Regions from separate parts of the Mus musculus genome. Here region 1 is linked to region 2. A link is a contact called in public HiChIP or PLAC-seq data. All regions are on one chromosome and are shown on one strand. The core of a region is the stretch at or near the end of the contact, and the rest is flanking DNA. Distances in the headings are between cores, read along the strand shown.

What was found. HiChIP or PLAC-seq counts read pairs in DNA pulled down with a chosen protein or histone mark.
Region 1: a contact with region 2 is called in an H3K27ac HiChIP or PLAC-seq map of regulatory T cells, with 17 times the contacts expected there. The contact joins two enhancer-like sites. A contact is called at or near these places in 28 of 39 promoter capture datasets (the 3T3-L1 cell line, 3T3-L1-derived adipocytes, the C10 cell line and 17 more), 2 of 15 datasets of contacts at CTCF or cohesin (CD8 T cells and large pre-B cells), 25 of 484 Hi-C or Micro-C datasets (the 3T3-L1 cell line, 3T3-L1-derived adipocytes, the C10 cell line and 17 more), 30 of 115 datasets of contacts at active chromatin or transcription factors (the HPC-7 cell line, the NIH/3T3 cell line, the SCID.adh cell line and 22 more) and 1 of 9 other capture datasets (bone marrow-derived macrophages).

The regions. Positions count from the first base shown.
Region 1 is chr2:167,893,639-167,897,252 of GRCm38.p6, forward strand. No RefSeq gene overlaps it. Among named protein-coding and RNA genes, the nearest start is that of Gm33033, 18 kb to the left of the region's middle. Within about 2 kb of position 1,548, at least 48 of the 459 cell types and tissues checked have an H3K27ac peak or open chromatin away from gene starts, as enhancers often do. A contact at or near this core is called in CD8 T cells, Th17 cells, bone marrow-derived macrophages and 3 more, where this site is marked.
Region 2 is chr2:167,700,380-167,703,920 of GRCm38.p6, forward strand. No RefSeq gene overlaps it. Among named protein-coding and RNA genes, the nearest start is that of A530013C23Rik, 11 kb to the left of the region's middle. Within about 2 kb of position 1,307, at least 52 of the 459 cell types and tissues checked have an H3K27ac peak or open chromatin away from gene starts, as enhancers often do. A contact at or near this core is called in CD8 T cells, Th17 cells, bone marrow-derived macrophages and 3 more, where this site is marked.

The DNA.
Region 1 (3,614 bases), core at 298-2,797, 190 kb after region 2:
TGTGACGGACAGCAGAGTCTCTAGGAGTGCATCAGAGGGAACAGAGCAGTGGCTTGAGCGCACAGGCGATAATTGTGTGGTGTTTATTAGCTACAAAGCTTAGAAACAGCTATGGCCAGGCACCCATCGAGGTTCAAGTTTATGTTCGCACTGTGGAATGTGTGAAGCACGTTTTCCTGGTGTTGGTCTGGAGGGATCACCAAGGTGCATTGTTAAGAGGGGGAAAAAGAAAACAAACTTGCTCAGAACAGGGTGTGGAGCAACAGGGAGGACAGGAATCTGCTCACGTGCCTAGCACCTACCTCCTGGCTCTCTCAGCAACAATCCCTGAGACACAGTGACCACGAGGGTTTGCAGGAGGGGAGGTGGAGGAGAGGTACCGGGTCTGGCAGTCAGCAGACGCAGAGAACAACCCACTCTCTTTAGGCAGCCGAGTCCTAGCCCTCTAACTCAGTCTAGGGTAGAGTTGTGACTCTACACGTAGGAGCCATGCACTACAAAGTCAACACCCCCCCACCCTGGTCTCAGTTTCCTATTACAACATTTTCCCATATGTGTTCATTTCTTAGCTGATTTATTTTAAGATTAAAAGATTACGCCAGGCATGGTGGTGCATGCCTTTAATCCCAGCACTCAGGAGGCAGAGGCAAGAGGATCTCTGTGAGTTCGAGGTCAGTCTGGTCTACAAATCGGCAGGTTCCAGCACAGCCAGGGCTGTTGCACAGAGAAACCTTGTCTGGAAAAACCAGAAGAAGAAGAAAAAAACAATTTTAAAGAAATGACATTCTTTTATTTATTTATTTATTTGTGTGTATGTATGTATGCACACTCACACCACAGCATGTTTGTGAAGGTCAGCTTGCAGAAGCAGTCTCTTTCTACCATGTGTATCCCTGGGATCAAGTTTGTCCAGGTTGGCAGCAAGCACCTTTACCTACTGAGCTATCTTGCCAGCCCATGAAGATTTCAAAGAGAAATAAGAATAACATCATTGTCAGGAAGGCACTGCCTCAAGACCTGAGAGTGGGTAGTTTTCCTCCTCTTCCTCCTTCTCCTCTCCTCCCCCCTCCCCCTCCCCCCTCCCCCTCCTCCTCCTTCTCCTCTTCCTCCTCCTTGGAGCCAAGGATGTCTTCTATGAAGATCAAGCTGACCTTCAACTCTTGATTCTCATGCCTCAACCTCCTAGAGATTTCTAAATCAAAATAATAATGATTTTCAAAGTAGAGTTAAGTGACTAAAAAAAAACAACAACAAACTTTTGAAGTCTCCCAGGTGTTTGTTTGTTTGTTTTTGCCTAGTGTCTGTCTGAGACGGAGTACCTATTAAAATAACATGGATCCTACTGCCTCCTGCTGGGTGTCAGAACTCTTCGTGTGTCTGACTCAGTCCGAGGTGGAATTCTGTCTCCCATTTACTAGCTGGGACCCCTGAGGCTCTACAACTCCCTCAACCTCACTTCCCATCTATACAACACGAGGCGCGTAGAAATGCTGGGCGGCTCGTGAGCATCAAGGCTTCAGAAGCAACCTAACCTGGGAGACCGACCGACTGGATGAGCTTGGTTCAAACAGTGCGTCACCGGCTCCCTGGTACCCGCCCGCTCAGCAGCGCCTTCCGACCGCTGGGAAGGGGCGACACCTGGCGGGCGCGCCTGGAACTGCTCATGGACCGCAGTATCGTTCCGCAAATGCCCACCCGATCGATGTTCGTTCACGCGGGAACTTCGGGTGGGCCCAGCTCAGGGCGCACACCACAGCACACTCACTCACTCACTCACTCACTCACTCACTCACTCACTCACTCACTCACTCACTCACTCTCACTCACTCACTCACTCACTCACTCACTCTCACACACACTCGCATGGGAAGAGGGGCTGAGAAGCTCCCCCGCCCACTTCTCCTAGGGAATGTCTGAGGTTCCCGGGCCTGATAAGGATAGATCCCTGCAAGTGAACAAGGCTGATCCAATGAAGACATAACACTACAACAGGCCAAGAGCCCGGCTCCCATCGCAGACCATGTAGTAGATGGCGTGGCACAGGAGATTTTTACTAGGTGAGCTGAACTTCTGAACAGGATCTTCGGAAGCCATCCTTGGGTCTGACTCTTTTCTCTCTGTAGCAGCAATGGCTTGATGGAGTTGTGCTCCTGAGTCTGCGGCTGAACAGGGGTGGATGACACACAAACAGACGTGGCCCATCCCAGGACCAGCCAGTCATACAGTGGGTGTGGGTGCTCTTCTGTGACCCCAACATTTCAGAGGCTGAGGCTGAAGGGCCAGGAAGGAGTTCTAGGACAGCTACCAGCACCCCTAACAAGCTGCTGAGAATCTGGGGTCTCTTAGTGGCAGCAAAGCCCCAGCTGGGATGTTGTGCACAATGGAGTGAGGCGATTTCCTTTAAAAGCTAAATTCTTGGGCTGAAGAGACCACTCTGTATCTAAGACTACTTTTGGTTCTGCCAAAGGACTGGAGTCCAGTTCCCAGGACCCACTTGGCAGCATGTAACCATATGTAACTCCAGTTCCAGGGCATCGGATTTCCTCCTCTGATCTCCAAGAGCAACAACAACAACAACAACAACAACAACACACACACACACACAATCTAGAAACCAAACTCACTTGGGGCTAGGGAGATAACTTGGTTGGTAGAGGGTTTGTTCAGGCTAGCATGCACAAACCCCTAGGTTAGCTGGGGTGGACACACACACACGAGCAATGTAGTCAGGAGACTAGGAGTTCAACACCACATTATACTTTTTGGAGCATTCAGTGCCGACCTGAGAGCCTGTCTCAAAAATAAATATTTAAGTAAGGGAAAAATATGTGCTTTTAAAAGAAGAACGTGCCCTAGACATGGCAGCATACGTAGGAAAGACGGCAATGGGTGGAGAAACGGGACCAGCGTTTTAAGTGTGACGATCGTTACTCCCCGTTGCTGTGGTTCATGTTGGGATCTCCCAAACATTGTCCAGATCACAGCATAGACTCTGCCTGACTGCCACCTTGTATTTAATTTGCATTAAATGCTGTTCAGGGCTCTCTCCTGATATAACCTCTTGCATGGCCCCTCGTGGCCTCAAGATCAAGTCCACCCTCCTCATCTTCATCCACAAACCTTACCCTCGTCTGGTGCAAGAGCTGCTGGGAGTCAGAGTCTCCAGCCAAAAGCGATCTGAGTCCCCACATGTGGCTTCTTACATAATCAGCAAAATATTAATTAATGTCTACCCTAACCCTGATGACAATACCCCAGAGAAGAAATTTTAAAATAAGCGTTGTTGGCTCTAATCTGTTACTGTTGATAATGCAAAGGCCCCACATGTGTCTATTGCATTATCCAGCCATACGGCATAGCCCAAGCCAGAGACCGGCCAAGTGGGGCCTCCTGAAGTTGGCAGTCATGGTTAGATGCGATCCTGAAACCATATGGCACAGGCTCCTCCAGGGGGTGAGGAATGTGTTGTGTCCCAGAGTCCAAACTTTATGCTCTTCTGTGGTGCCTGGGGGGGCAGGAGCAGGGGAGATGGCTCGGGCAGTCAGCTGCCTGTCATGAACGCCCAAGAGCATGGGTTAAGCTTCTACAGCCCAGTAAAGGCTAGGTGTGGTGGC
Region 2 (3,541 bases), core at 57-2,556:
GTCACTCCTGTTGTCCCTGTGCAGGAGCAGAGAGCCAGCTCTAGCTTCCCCCCCCCCCGAGAATGTGGGGTGAATTCAAACCAAGGAATGCCCTACAGAACAGCTGGCTGGGACCCTCAGTCATCTGGAGGTCATGAAAATTGAGGCAATGCCGGGAAGGAAGTACTTTAGACAGTTAGACCCCAAACACAATGAAAGGGACTTATGTCACTCTGGACCAGACAAATGTCAGAAGACCCACAGGGGAACAATTGTGATGTTGACTTGAACTCAGTTTTAGTACTGTGTGTGATTGCACACATGTGAATGTGTATATGCTGGTGTGTACACACATGTGCATGAGATGAAAGTCAGGAGATACTGGATGGGGGTGATGTCATGTTTACAACTCATTCTCAAATGCAGATGGAAGGGTAATGCTAAGCTGGCTCGGGCAGCATGTGCCCAGATTACTGGCTCTTAGGGGGGTGTCTTGGTTCAGGCCATCGTAGGCTGCACAATGATTTGAGACTGTCACAAAAATTAAAAAAAAAATCACAAGAAAAGAGGGCCAAAGTGCAGGGAAGCTGTGGGAAGAGCAGCCTAGGGAGACAGCCTGGAGCCTCACACGAGAGTCTTCCCATTTCTCTGCAGGATACGAAGAGAAACTCTGACCTCCAATGCACCCAAGAGAAAGAAAACACTTGCAAAAGGCTTGTGGGCCCACAGCAGTTACAGCCCTCACAGTCTCAAACCAAAGCCGAGGAATAGTCCCGAGGACAGCAAAACCACAGATGAGCTGCAGATCTGAGCACCTGGCTGGTGAATCTTGGAGGTGTTCACTGTGCGAGGATGCTAGACACAAAGGGCCACTCTGTGTGCTAAGTCTTCCACTCCAAAACTGAAGGGAGGTCCCAGTCACCCTGGCAGTTTGCTCTGTGGGCAGGAGAGTTACTGCCTCGGTAGGGGCATCAGGAAGCCCCCTGAACAGCTAAGAGGTGTCTGGATCTTATGGGAAGGTGGTCCTTTAGATACATCCAAACCCACTTATAGAACTGTATACAATGGGCCAGGCTCGATTGGTAGAGCATTTGCCTAATGTCAAGAGGCCCTGGGTTTCATTCCCTGGGTAAAAACATGGTATCACGGTGGTGCACGCCTGCCATCTCAGCTTTAGGGAGATGGAAGCAGGACAGTCAGAGAGGTTGAAGGTCATCTTCCCCTACACAGGGAGTTTGAAGCCAGCATGAGCCACATGAGGCACTACTTTGGAAAACAACAAAAGCAAAAGGAAATCCACAAAAGGTTCACAGAGCTCGGTGCATCTGACCCACTTCCTTATACGCTGTGCCACCCAGCTCAAACCTGAAGTCAGTGACACAACCGAATAGTGGGAAGAACACATTGAAACAGAGGAGAGTGAGGTGGATGGGAGGCAGGTAGGCAGGCAGGCAAGCAAACAGTCAGGGAGGGAGGGAGGCAGGCAGGAGGGCAGGGAGGGAGGCAGGCAGGCAAGCAGTCAGGGAGGGAGGCAGGCAGGCAGGAGGGCAGGCAGGCAGGCAGGCAGGCAGGCAGACAGACAGACAAGAAAGAAAGCAAGCAAGCCAGCCAAGCCGGCAGGCAGGCAGGCAGATCCAGCGAACAACCCAGAGAACCAGCAAGCCAGCGAGCAGAGGAGCCTGTGCAGGCAATAGTGTCTCTGGGGGAAGGGACGTCCTAGGCATCTGAGATGAAGGAGAAAAGCTAAAACAATCCCAGAGTTCAAATTGTTGGAGGTCACACAGCAAGTGGGTTTCAGGACCTGACTTGAACCCAGCTCTGAGGATACCGGCATGTTCTCCCTTCCTGCTGCACTGGCCTGGCCTCTCGAGCAGGAAGAGCCCCACTGCAATCTGGGAGGCTCCCCAGGGCCTGATGGAGATGGCGAAAGCAGCTTGGCAAAGAAGGTCCAATCCAGAGCTGCAGCTCCAAGTGGGGAGGGGGGTCAGTGGGGCACAGGCCCCAGTGGGGCATCCATCTCTCCCGGGCCTCCACCTACCTCCCGTGGCTTTTGCCTTGCTTCCTGGGTCAGAGCGTGGGATCTCTTGCCTCCAGGCTTGGGTACAAATCCAGTTTCATCTAACTTGGCAACATGGGCCCTGGGCCTGGGTTTCCAGCCCCAGAACCCAACCTCTTAGCCTCAACCGGGCAGTAAGCCTTCCACTCAGAGGAGAGTGGGGCTCACTCCAGTGCTTGCATCCTGGAATTGCCAAGGTAGGTAGGAAGGGGGCTCTCAAATCCCAGCCTGCCAGAACAAAATGGAAAGTTCTAGAAAAGCCCCTTCCTGACTGTCTGGGGTCGTAGAGGACTCTTACCAACCACAGTGGTTTTGGGAAAGGTTTTCAGCAATCTAAGGGGGACTGGGGTAGGCTTCTGGGGACATGCCAGGATAGGTCTCGATCCTAGCACTCAGGAGGTCCTGCAGAAAGCTCATTTGTGTGGCCAGCCTGGGCTCCAGAATGAGATCTCGGTTTAAAAAAATAAATAAATAAAAATAAAAACAGAACGACGCTGTCAAAATGGCTGAGTGGGAAAAGGTGCTTGTCACTAAGCTGATCACCTGAGTTTGCTCTCCAGGGCCCACACAGCAGAAGGAGAGAACCAATTCCCACGTGTGTCCTCTGACCTCCACACGTGAATGGTGAGACACTCAAACATACACACACAAATAAATAAACCTAAATTAAAAAACAAAATTCAAAACAAGGAGAAAGAGGAGAAGAAGAGAAAGTGTGGGCCAGTGCAAGCTAACAGCAGCAGCTGTCACTCTTGACTCCTGGCTGGCATGTCGTCCTTGTCGCCTTCTTCTTCGTCTTCTTCCTTCTTCTTCCTTCTTCTTCCTTCTTCTTCCTTCCCCTCCTCCTTCCCCCTCCCCCTCCCCCCTCCCTCCCTCCTCCTCTTCTTCTTCCTCCTCCTCCTCCTCCTCCTCCTCCTCCTCCTCCTCCTCCTCCTCCTCCTCCTCCTCCTCCTCCTCCTCCTCCTCCTCCTCCTCCTCCTCCTCCTCCTCCTCCTCTTCTTCTTCTTCTTCTTCTTCTTCTTCTTCTTCTTCTTCTTCTTCTTCTTCTTCTTCTTCTTCTTCTTCTTCTTCGTGTTGCCACAGGTCAAGCTTGGGTGCCCTTCCTCAGGCCCCATCCACCTTGATTTTGAGACAAGGTTTCCTACCAGCTTGGAACTCAGCAAGCAGGCCAGGCTGGCCAGTGAGCCCCAGGGACCCACCTGTCTTCCCCTCCTCACAAGTGTGAGCCATCAAACCCAGCTTTTGCACATGGGTTCTAGGGTTGGGAGTCAGGTACCAACTGAGCCCTCTTCCCCAATCCCAGTCTTAAAAATCACTGTTCGTGGTGGCTGTGGGAGGATGGGGGATTGAACCTAGGGCCTTGTATATACAAGGCAAATGCTCTGCTACTGAGCTACATCACCAGCCAATTTTTAATTCTTTATTTTGAGACTGTGTCTTGCTCAGTTGCCCAGGTCTGCCTAGGACCTGCTCTGTAGTCCAAACTTCAGGGCAGGCCTCAGCTTC